Linked DNA regions of Mus musculus: regions 2 and 3 are each linked to region 1. Evidence: chromatin contacts called from public HiChIP or PLAC-seq and promoter capture Hi-C data. All regions are on one chromosome and are shown on one strand. Each heading gives the region's core, a stretch centred on a gene start, on an enhancer-like site or on the middle of the called end of the contact. The rest is flanking DNA. Distances are from core to core; before and after follow the strand shown. Region 1 holds the start of Dtl (denticleless E3 ubiquitin protein ligase). Region 2 overlaps Lpgat1 (lysophosphatidylglycerol acyltransferase 1). Region 3 has its middle 21 kb from the start of Gm26203.

What was found. Promoter capture Hi-C pulls out the DNA fragments that hold promoters and counts their contacts. HiChIP or PLAC-seq counts read pairs in DNA pulled down with a chosen protein or histone mark.
Region 2: a contact with region 1 is called in an H3K4me3 HiChIP or PLAC-seq map of bone marrow-derived macrophages, with 3 times the contacts expected there. The contact joins the enhancer-like site here to the promoter of Dtl in region 1. A contact is called at or near these places in 12 of 39 promoter capture datasets (3T3-L1-derived adipocytes, the C10 cell line, the HPC-7 cell line and 6 more), 2 of 15 datasets of contacts at CTCF or cohesin (large pre-B cells and pro-B cells), 7 of 484 Hi-C or Micro-C datasets (LSK cells, bone marrow-derived macrophages, granulocyte-monocyte progenitors and 4 more), 20 of 115 datasets of contacts at active chromatin or transcription factors (the 230-238 cell line, the HPC-7 cell line, acute myeloid leukemia and 12 more) and 4 of 9 other capture datasets (adipose tissue, liver, macrophages and 1 more).
Region 3: a contact with region 1 is called in a promoter capture Hi-C map of liver. The contact joins the enhancer-like site here to the promoter of Dtl in region 1. A contact is called at or near these places in 13 of 39 promoter capture datasets (the C10 cell line, the HPC-7 cell line, Sertoli cells and 8 more), 20 of 484 Hi-C or Micro-C datasets (the AML12 cell line, the N1E-115 cell line, bone marrow-derived macrophages and 13 more), 24 of 115 datasets of contacts at active chromatin or transcription factors (the 230-238 cell line, the HPC-7 cell line, bone marrow-derived macrophages and 17 more) and 3 of 9 other capture datasets (adipose tissue, liver and pancreatic islet).

Annotation. Positions count from the first base shown.
Region 1 is chr1:191,573,348-191,577,168 of GRCm38.p6, forward strand. It overlaps Dtl (denticleless E3 ubiquitin protein ligase), which reads right to left and starts at 2,197. Exons shown (of 15, transcript NM_029766.3): 1 at 2,002-2,197. The coding sequence starts at 2,053. It overlaps Ints7 (integrator complex subunit 7), which reads left to right and starts at 2,289. Exons shown (of 20, transcript NM_178632.6): 1 at 2,289-2,604. The coding sequence starts at 2,511.
Region 2 is chr1:191,739,695-191,743,157 of GRCm38.p6, forward strand. The region is part of intron 2 of Lpgat1 (lysophosphatidylglycerol acyltransferase 1); the gene reads left to right. Among named protein-coding and RNA genes, the nearest start is that of Gm22446, 21 kb to the right of the region's middle. Within about 2 kb of position 2,132, at least 35 of the 459 cell types and tissues checked have an H3K27ac peak or open chromatin away from gene starts, as enhancers often do. A contact at or near this core is called in bone marrow-derived macrophages, granulocyte-monocyte progenitors, hepatocytes and 3 more, where this site is marked.
Region 3 is chr1:191,791,899-191,795,668 of GRCm38.p6, forward strand. No RefSeq gene overlaps it. Among named protein-coding and RNA genes, the nearest start is that of Gm26203, 21 kb to the left of the region's middle. Within about 2 kb of position 1,918, at least 37 of the 459 cell types and tissues checked have an H3K27ac peak or open chromatin away from gene starts, as enhancers often do. A contact at or near this core is called in the AML12 cell line, intestinal crypt epithelium, liver and 1 more, where this site is marked.

The sequences.
Region 1 (3,821 bases), core at 947-3,446:
TTTCTTAAAACATTTTAAGAAGTTACTTAGTTTCTAACAACTGCCCACTATTAATTAACTGTGGTGATAATTCATCCTAAGGGAAACCTTTGTGACTACTGGGTACTAAAACCACAGAAAACAGCACTTTATATGCTTTTTGATGGGGCATGACAGGGTGACAAGAACTTTTAAATTACAATAGGATAAATTTGCGGAGAATTAAGATAGAAATATTCAGAAGAAAAAGCAACCATATAAAACATCGAACAGTAAGCATTTGCTCACCTTTTCAAAAACAGAGACCACGACTTCCACGTTGGTATAGTTGTTTATAGTGTCAGATGTATTTAAAAGGCTAAAATAGTATTTATCTTAAGATGCTAACTCACTATAAGGCTAAAAATTATAATTTTGCATGTTTAAAGTTTATAGTAAAAATTCTTAGATATGGATTTAAAAACTCACAAAAGTAATTATATTTCCATCTTACAAATATCGGTAGAGAAAGGAAACTAAAGGCACATTTAGAGGCTTGTTATGATCAGGGAGTAAAGTATCAGGCCCAATGGTGGGGATGGAATAGAGAAAATGGAAGACTCAGTTTGAGGTAAAGAGGCTGAATCTGTGGGGATGGAAAAAGAGATTCAAGCAGACTTAAGGGATTTCTTTTTTTTCTTTTGAAAATGTCATAATGAGGAATATGGAGTCTAAGTTTTAGCTGGGGACACCAGTTTAAAATAATGTCACTCCCAAAAATTGGGAAGAAGCCAACTCAGTTTGGGGCATTAGAATATAAGATGCTTGTATGCCTAACTGTCTAGATTAAGTTCAATACATACAGCTTTTACAGAAATTAACCCAAAACATAGGGAATGGAAGAGTGTAGCAGCAGTAGAATCCTTACTTACGGCTATAATCATTTAAGGCCCAGCAACACCGGAGGGGAAAAGAGATGCAGACTTCAGGAGGTAACAATCAATGAATGCCAGTGCCTATCACTGAACGTCTGTCTGGCTATCTGTAAGCCGGAACGACAGACTGAAAAGTGGGTAGACAGAAAATGTAGCACATAGGAAAAGAGGTGGAGTTGAAACTCAGACGCTCCGAAGACCGCTCACAACCATTGTGCAGGGCGGCCATTCCTAACACAGGGCGAAGTAACTTTTGTAAAGTTCGAGCAGAGAAAGAGGCAGAATGTAACTACAAGAGTATCCACAGAGGGAATACGACTACAAAGTTTTAGATCCGGGCAGGACCTCAAGGAGCTTTTCCTCTTCTCAACATTCTTAGGACCACTCTTCAAGGTCTTAGTTTAACAACACATCAGCCTAATCGCATCTCAGATTGCCAATGTTTTTAAGAGTACTGTAGGAGATGAGCTGGCTTTCTATATGCTAACAGGAGAACATGGCTGAATTCCACCGTGAAGAGAAAAACGAGTTTAATCCCATTTCTGGAAGTACCTCGGCATCAAGACACATTTGGAACAATACCCTTCCATCCATTACCCGTGGTCACCTCGTGGGTGTGGCTATGGGCATCTTTTAGTCTGTATTTTAGGACTTTTCAGAGCCTGCAGAGATGGGGGAGGGGACTTTGGCGCCTTAAGATTGAGTTCCTTAACTGCGGGCCATGCGCGCTGGTGCACAACGAACTTGCAGGGATCGCTAAGGTTCTGCAGAGACGGCAGGCACATCGCTGGTGCCAAAGCGTCTCCCACCCCCGACTCTCACAAGCGTGCACTCTCTAGTTAACGCGCGATATTGACGTAAGCAGCCAGGGGCCCGGGACGCCACTGAGCGTCCTAACTTCGGCCTCCGTTCCGAACTAAAAAGCTCGATTACGGTGAAAAGCGTCCGGAAGGAACCCAAGCACGATGTTCTTCGGCGGTCCTCGCTCGCCCGGATTCGCTCCGGCCGCGGGAGACCTGGAGGCCCACAGTCGGCAGCGATCCAAGGTGGAGCGCCTGGGGGGAGGTGGTTCCCGCCACGGCCAGCGGCCGTTGGGGCCGTTACTCACCGTTCCTCAGGACGCCGAGCTGCGGCTGGCGGAGTACCGAGTTGAAGAGCATCTGGGCCTGAGGAGAAGGCTCAGCTGAGGGGAACGCCGAGAAGATCGCCCCCAAGTTCCACAGGAGCCGCCGTCTGCACCCTCCACAACGCGGCGCGGTTTCGCCTCCAACTCCCGCCACTAAGAGCCCCGGCCGCCAAACTCCGCGCCAAACTGACGTCACGCTTTCTGATTGGCTCTCGTCGCAGCGTCCTGGCGCCTCGAAGGCTCGCCCCCATCCTAAGCTCCGCCTCCCTCTCGCTCAGCCGCGGGAACCCAAGGTTCACAGGCTCCCTGAGCGCCTGCGCGGGGGGGCCCAGAGAGGAACTGGCGAACCGCGGGGCGACCGAGGCGCATGCGTACACTGCCTGACAGCGCGCGGAGGGAAAAATCCGCGAGACCGCGGCGGGAGAAGATGGCGGTGCTGGGGTAGAGTTTGCAATCTTTGTGACTGGGCGAGTCGGGTAACTGTCCGGGTCATGGCGTCAAACTCAACCAAGTCGTTCCTGGCCGATGCCGGCTATGGCGAACAGGAGCTGGACGCTAATTCCGCTCTTATGGAACTGGACAAAGGTACGGAGGAGGGACGCGGGCGAAGCGTCTGGGGGGAGTGGCGCCACCTAGTGGCGGCAGCTACAGAGGCTAGAAAGGCGCATGCGCCGATGTATGGGGCGGGAAGCACGGCTGCTAGTCTTGGAGCCAGCGCTTAGGCGCATGCAGGGTTGCTGGAGTAGCCTTGCACAGTTGGAGCAGAGGCTCGTGCTTGCGAGGATGCCTTTGACCACTTGGGGGCACAGTCTCTGGTTTCCCAGGCAGCAAATAAGATAAAGTGCTGAATTTTGAGATTATTTTTTAAAACGTTCAGTGCAGGTGAAGCCTTCATTAAGAGAGCCAAATGATTTTCTGAGCGTTTTACAGCGATTTGTCTTGCGAGACTGTCAATTGCGCGTTCTAAAGCAGGTTCCATGTGGATGAGAACATCCGAAAAGCTTGGCTGAACGCGCTCATTCTCTGCACACAAGTTCCACGAGTTAGTTCCCCTTATACAGGTAGCTAAGAGAAAAAATTTTAGGGTTAGGAGTTAAATTCCAGTTCTACTAAAGTGATTATGGAATGCGGCATTATCATCTAGCCTCGATATGTCAGCAAAGTGGGCACAGTATGTCAGCTGTTGTAAATGTTAAATGGCAGTGGTATGCGAAAAGATGCCTTTATTAAAGGCTGAAGAGGGACTTTGACAGATAGCTATCCATAAAGAAGTCCTGTGTAAATGTGAGACCTTTGCTTCAGTTTCCTGCCAAGGTTTTTACACTATAGGCAATTCTTGGTTAACTGTAGCCAGTGTGTAACCTGTAGAGAACGGGACTGGAAACCAAGGATCTGTAAGTTCAAGTCTGGGGGGCAGGGTGTGCCAAGTAGGGACTGGGGGATGCTGAGAGAACCTGGAGGTCAATTAGACTTTGGCATGTTAAATATGCACCTTAGTTCCTTGTCCAAGTTTGAAACCAGTTACAGGTAAGAGTTTTTTACGTTTTACTAAAGTCTGTGACATCCAGGTTGGCCTGTACTCCCTAAAGCCAAGGATAACTCTCAACTTTTGATCCTCAGCCTCCCAAGTCCTAGACCTGATGTGGCCCATTACACTGTTTTATTCAGTGCCAACTCCCTTCCCACCGAAATGTGTATGGCTCTAGCGTAGCTAATCTTGTCCCAGGCTAAGAGTAGATAGTGTTGTAGAGCAGGGTAAGGATATGGAGCAAGGAAAGGAAGGACATCCAGAGTTACCTTCT
Region 2 (3,463 bases), core at 882-3,381, 170 kb after region 1:
TAATTCCTAAGAAACTAGTTAGGACTGGAGAGATGGCTCACCAGTTATAAGCACTACTTGCTCTTCCAGAGGACTAGGGTGGGGTGCAATCCCCAATACCCACATGACTGTCTTTAACTCAGTCCCAAGATATCTAAAACCCTATTCTGACCTCCTAGGACATTAGGCACACATGCACATAGACAGACAGGCAAAACACCCAAACACATAAAAAAGAAATAACAAAAAAATTTCAAAGCATTACAGACTGAAGTTGCGCCCCCCCCCCCCCCCCCGGCGCTCGCGCTCTCTCTCTCTCTCTCTCTCTCTTTCTCTCTCTCTCTCTCTCTCTCTCTCTCTCTCTCTCTCTCTCTCTCTCTCTCTCTGTGTGTGTGTGTGTGTGTGTTTCTTTTTTGTACTGGTCATCTAACCAGGGCATTCAGAGCATGTACTCTACCAGCAAGCTAGGCTCTTAACCTTTGTTATGTGTAGTTTCATTTAGTGAGAGAAGAACTACTATTTACAGGTTTGTATATGTCTATGTGGTATAAATAGGTGAGTATGTTTCTGTTCATGAGATCATATGTATATATATATATATATATATTCAGGTGCCCATGTACAAAAAAAAAAAAAAAGAAAGAAAGAAAAAGAAAGAAAGAAAAAAAGGAAAACCTAACTGAGTTACATTTGAGATAGAAATACCTCAGCATTTGTGTAGTCCTCCTGTACTCTTGAATCCTCATGACCAGGAATACAGCTAAGGGCAGAACTGGAAGCTAGAAAAATACTTCAAAACAGAGCCCTGATTTAAGGCTAGAAAAGTCTTAGTTGCTGGAGTCAGCCTGAAGGAGGAGCAAGTTGAGACCTTTGTGCCCATCCACACCATTCTGCCCCATACAACACCCTGTCTTGTGTCTCCCACAGGGCCCACTGCTGCTAGCCACAAAGCTGCCAGTCTAGGCCCATTCCTGTCAGTTCCTCAGAGTCCTTTCCCATCTGTGAACACAATTGCTGACTCTGCCACTCAGTTCGTTGTTCCTTGGTGCTACTATAACCTGTCCCCTTGCCTTCCCCTGGCTGTACTGAAATCACCAAAATACTGGAGGCTTTCCAGGGACTCTGGGTCACTGTTTCAACACCCTAGTTCCAAGATAGATGGCATAGGATGGAAATGACATGGCAGATAACAGGTCAGGCTGTTTCTGAATCTAGCCTGGGTCTCCCATAGACTGGACAAGTTTATACCCCACAGGGGCCCAACTCAGTGGTTTCTGCCTCTTGTCTAAGTAGATCTTTCAGCCAACTGGAGGTAGTAACTCCAGTTCGCACCTGTCCCCCTCCAGAGTTTACCTGTACCCCAGCCAGGCTAGCCATTTACTCCGTGTGTAGCAGAGGATGATCCTGACCCTCCTGCATCCACTTCCCAAGGGCTGACTACAGATTTAGACCACAACAACCATCTCCTCTGATTCTTGTTCGCACTCTGTACCCAGGCTGGACTGAGTCACAGTTGTAAGCTACCAGCGGGCTCGCTCCTTCTTAGTTTTAGTTCTCTCTTTAAGTCAGTCAGATGATGCTAGTGTGAAAAATCATCTTTGAGGAAGTCTTTCTGGGAACCTGTAGCTTGCTCTATTGTGGACTGGCAATCCACCAAGTTAGTACAGCTAACCTCTGGATTATCTTTCCCACTTTCCTGGGAAGCCACCAGATTGTTCAGAGGGCTTTTCAAAGTTTGAATAGAATATTGTGGAGATATGTGTGACTCCCAACCTGTCCTCCCTGTTGCTTCTTTCTGTCTACTTTATGACAGCATCTTGCTCTGTATCCCAGGCTGGCCTTGAACTATTGATTCTCCGGTGTCCGCCCAAATCTGAACGTACCACTACTCTCAGCCCTCCCTTTTCTCATAAGCACCCCTTGCTTGATGACATTTCCTTACCAGTCTGCCATCCTACCTTATTTCTCCATTTACTTTTGTTTGCATGTTTGTCTGACTGTCTGTGCACCATGTGCATGCAGTACCCTCAGAGGGGTATCAGATCTACTAGAAATAGAGTTCTAGAATTGTGAATTGTCATGCAGGTGCTGAGAATTGAAGTCAGGTCCTCTGGAAGAGCTGCCAGTGCTGCTAACTGCTAGCCACCTCTGCAGCCTGGGTTAATGAGTTACCTGCTGCTTTTCCACAGCTGCCGTTGATGGGCATATTCATTTTTGTGTCGTGTTTGTCCGGGTGACTTTTTACCTAAGGAAAGTACAGTAGGGTCTGCCTGTAACCTGGAATGCTGAAAACGTGGTTGGTTAATAATGATTCTATCTTAGTTAGGGTTTCTATTGCTGTAATGAATTAACATAACCAAAACAGTAAAAGGGAGGGTAAGATTTATTTGGCTTCTACTTCCATATTGCTGTTCATCACCAAAGGAAGTCAGAACCGAAACTCAAACAGTTCAGGGACCTGGAGGCAAGAGCTGATGCAGAGGTCATGGAGGAGTCCTGATTACTGGCTTGTTCATCCTGCTTTCTTATAGAACCCAGGACCACCAGCCCAGAAATGGCCCCACTGATCACTAATTGAGAAAATGCCATACAGTTGGATCTCATGGAGGCATTTCTTCTACTGAGGTTACTTCCTCTCTCTTGGCTCTATCTTGTGTCAAGTTGACATACGAAACAAGCCAGTACAGATTCCAAAAATGATGTATCCAATTATCTTAGTGGAACAATCAATTATACTTCATTAATTTTTACAACATGTTTGAATATTATTAATGACTAACGTACAGGGTGGTAAAAGACTGTGCAATATCAGTGTCCTAGTTGATGTTTGTTAACCTGACACAAACTTAGACATATCTTGGAAAAAGAAATCTTAATTGAGAAAATGCTTCTGTAAGACTGGCCTGTAGGGTTTTGTCTTAATTAATGATTGATGTGGGATGGCCCAGCTCATTGTTGGATATGTCAGCCCTGCAAGTTCAGGGGCTGGAGAGATGGCACAGCAGGTAAGAACACTGGCTACTCTTCCAGGGGGACTTGGACTTGGGTTTGAATCCCCACATGGTGGCTCCTAGTCATCTGTAATTTGAGTCATCTGCAACACACACAGAAGAAGAAGAAGAGGAGGAGGAGGAAGAAGAGGAGGAGGAGAAAAGAAGAAAAGAAGAAGAAGAAGAAGAAAAGAAGAAGAAAGAAGAAAGCAAACTGGGAAAGCCAGAAGTATCATTCTTCCATGCTTTCTGCTTCACTTTCAGGGCCTTGAGTTCCTGCCCTGACCTCCATCAACAGTGGAGTCAGGTCCTAAGCTGAAATTTCTTTCTTGTCATTTCTCTTTTGTCATAGTGTTTGCCACAGCAGCAAGGGGACAGGTCTCCTCTCCATGCTAATTCCTTTTTGCTGGTCATAACAATGGCTTCAGAGTCACTGGTTTTTTTTTTTTTTTTCTGGCATTTTGTTGTTGTTTCTTGGAATCTTGCTATGAAAT
Region 3 (3,770 bases), core at 668-3,167, 220 kb after region 1:
TGGGTTGTTTAACCTGGTCTGAGCTGAGTGTCTCTCATTTACAAGAGAGCCCAGGCTGAGGATTAACTTATTTATTTAGTGGATTACTCGCTTAGAATGCATGACGCCCTGGATTTGATTCCCAGTGCCGTATAAACCAACTGTGGTGTCACAAGCCTGCAGGCCCAGCACTTGGGAGGTGGAGGCAGGAGGACCAGAAGGTCAAAAATATCTTCAGCTACCCAATGAGTTCAAGGCTAGCCTGGGCTATTCTGAGAAAATATACATACATACATACATACATACATACATACATACATACATACCTATGTACATGAATGAGTTCATCCTAGCTAGTCAGCTTTAACTGCCAAATTGACAGAACCTAGAATTTATCTAGGAAGAGAATTTCAATCAAGGAATTGCCTCTCATAATGGCCCGTGGGCACGTCTGGAGGCAGGGATTGTTCACTGGGTAGAATGGCCCAGTCTTCTGTGGGTAGCACCATCCCGCAAGCAGATGGTCCTAAACCGTATGAGAAAGCTAGATGAGCATACACCTGAGTGCCAGCCAGCAGCTGCTCCACAGTTCCTGTTGTGTCACTTTGTGACGGGAGTTTTCTCGGGGAGAGGCAAATGGTGTGTGGAATAGCAAGCAGGCTTGTCTGGCTTTAGGTTCCTTCTTGAGTTTCTGCCTTGGCTTCCCTCTACGAAGGACAGTACTGTGGACGTGTAACCCAAATAAACCCTTTCTTTCCCAAAGTTGCTTGCTGTCCCGTTGCCCCAAATCCCAGCTGCTTTCTTGCCCCCAGAATCCTGTTTACCCTCTAACACCCAGTTCCAGGCCAAAGCCTCCAGAGAACCTTCCATCACCAGAACTTCCAGTTTGATGTTTTTTTCTTGGTTCCATGCACACTGGGCACATCTCTGCTGTGTCCTGTAGCAGTCATGCCAGAAACTATTGGTCTGTATCCCTTATGATCCAGAGGTGAGCTCCTACCTCCTTTCCCCCTGCTGTGCAGTGGCAGTCTCAGTACAGAGAAGGTGTGTGCCAACAAGCAATGGGCTTGCAGTTTGGCTCTGCTGGGGCAAACTGTAGACAAGACCAGAGACCTTGTGGAGAACGGGGTGCCCCAGCTTCACTGCTCCAGCTAGTGGGATGGAAGTCTACACAGGCCTCCACAGCCGCAGTTCCCAGACATCTTTTGCTTGCTTATTTTCCAGCTCCCCTCAGTGGAACTCACTGTTGGCTTACTTGGCACCCTGGGCCATTTGGCCTTCAGTTAGGCCCAGTCTCCCAGGTGCTGGCCAGAGTCCAAGGTAATCCTTGAGATCACTCTGAGTGTTGTTGGTAAACGACCCAGGAGATTAGGTTACTGCTGGATAATGTTCACTGCCTTTGTTCAGATCCACGTGATGTTGCAGGAGGAGGGACATGGGGTATGAATTATTGAGGAAATCTCGGGTTCTCACCGATTCCCTGGTGATGCTGATATGCCCCGAAACCCGAGAGGAGTGACCCTTGGGTGCTACAGCTAGGATTGAGTACGAGTCAGAGCCAGCCACGGATTGAGACCCAGAGTCTAGAAGTTCATCACAGCCCCATGTGGGAAGCCCTGAGCAGATAGGAGTTCCTAAAAGATCTGCAGAGAGGAAGGAATGGCCCACGGACAGAAACCCAGCTGAAAATCACTCTAGCTTCGGGTGCTGTGAAGACTAAGAGAAAACAAGCCTGACTCCTCCTGGAAGAGCTCAGGGGAGGCATGGTCACCCCTAAAAAGATACTCAGTTCATTGTGGGAGGCCTGATAACAAACAAGGTCCAGGCAAAACTTAAACACCAAGCAGGAGGCCAGAACTAGCCAAGCTGCTGTAGGGGCCCAGCCCAGGATTAGTACCCAGGCAGCCCCACTCCCCTGAGGCCTCTATATAGTCCAATGCAGAGCCTTTGCAAAGCATTCTGGGAACCAACTTGTTTCCTACTCCCTTGGAGCATCGTGAGATGCAATGGCTGCCAGGGTGTTGTTTGTAGCCTGTTGTCTGGGCTGCTATCTGGAAGACGGGGGAAGGAAGGAGAGAGGAGAGGCTGCACAGCATCCATTTCCTGTTTTCCTTTCCTTGTTAGGAGGCAGCTCACATGTTTGCTTAGGCTTCTGGCCACCTGCACTTTGACTCATAGTATCACAGACAGCTACGTTGCAAGAGTGTGTGTGTGTGTGTGTGTGTGTGTGTGTGTGTGTGTGTGTGTGTTTGAACCCACCAGGTCTGAGGTGCAACTCTACAAGCCTGGTATTTGCACACTTGTACATCTGTGCATGGGTGTGGTCAGCTGTGATAACTCCTGTTTTTCCCAGGTGGTCCTTGTGCATATAACCTCGTGCTGTGTTCATGCTCTGAACCTTCTTTAGCGAACACACTGAAAGTTTCCTCTCCAGGTTCAAAGTTCAGAGCTTGATGACATCAGTTTAATATGCTGGTCAGTGAGCTACGGGGCTCCATCTCCACCTCCCAAACCTGCACCATGTCCGGCTTCCATCCCTTTCAACTTTTGCATGATGTGCGAAGTCTTTCCCAGAATACTGGTGGTGCCTCCTCTTCTGCTCATTCATTCTACAGACCAGCTGTGCATCTCTCAAGCCACTGTGGGTTGAGAAGCAGAGACGAGTAAGATCTGGTTTCTGTCCTCATGAAGTATGCACTCATCATGAAGAAAGACCTCAGCTCTGCTCGGCTGCTCAGAGGCAGACTCTGATAAGCCACAGGGAAGGAGGCGTATCCCCCAGAGGGACGCAGGGAAGGGGGGAGGGAAGGGGGGCACATCCCTCACAGGGACACAGGGAAGGGAGTGGGCATATACCCTACCTTCCTCCAGAAACCTGGAGGCCCTTCTTTGAGGTCGCTCTTCTGGCACCAAAACTAGGAGAGGTTTAGTCTTTACTAAGAAACGAGGCCTGTTCCTTAGGCCACCAAGTTTGTAGAAGTTTGTCACAGTAGGTACAGGAGATGAATGTGACAATGTATAACCGAGCATTTACAAAGGTTCAAGTGCAATTCAGCACAGAAGGCAGTGGGCAAATGGGGAGAGGCAGCTGGACACTCATGCGGGTGAGTTCACAACCTTCCACAGCTTTTGACATACACAAAACAAACTCGAAATGGGTCAAAACCTAAATATAAGCAGAATAGTGGCACATGCCTGTAACCCTGACACTCGGGAGGCAGACACAGGAGAATCATGAGTTCAAGGCCAGTCTGAGCTATGTAGCTAACCAATGTTTCACACAAGTAAACAACCAAACTCAAAGGAAAAATGCTGATTGCAAAGCCAAAGTCTTGGCGGAACGTGGCAGCGCGTTCTGTAACCCAGGCACTGAGAAGGTTAAGGCAGGAGGATTGCAGAGAGTCCAAGGCCTGCATGGGCTACAACGTGAATAGCATGCCAGCCACGGCTCAAAAAATAATCACAAAGCCAACCAAAAATACTAAGTATAAAAACAAAACCATGAAACCCTTGTAGAACCACACAAGAAAACCTGGTGCTCTCCTGAGAGGCAGGGTTTCTTAGCCATGATACCAAGCATGAGCCATGCAATTTAAAACTTTATCAACCTGACAACTTAACCTAAAAGTCTCTGTTATCATTTTAATTTTTAATGTCATTTTTAATGATGGATCTTAAATGTTTTAACCTCCCTAGTAGCCCATCATCTACCAGAGGTAGTGGAGAAGAAAGGAAATGGGGGCGGGGGACATGGACCTGTTCAGAAATTGTTCTTTGTAGTAAATCTCATC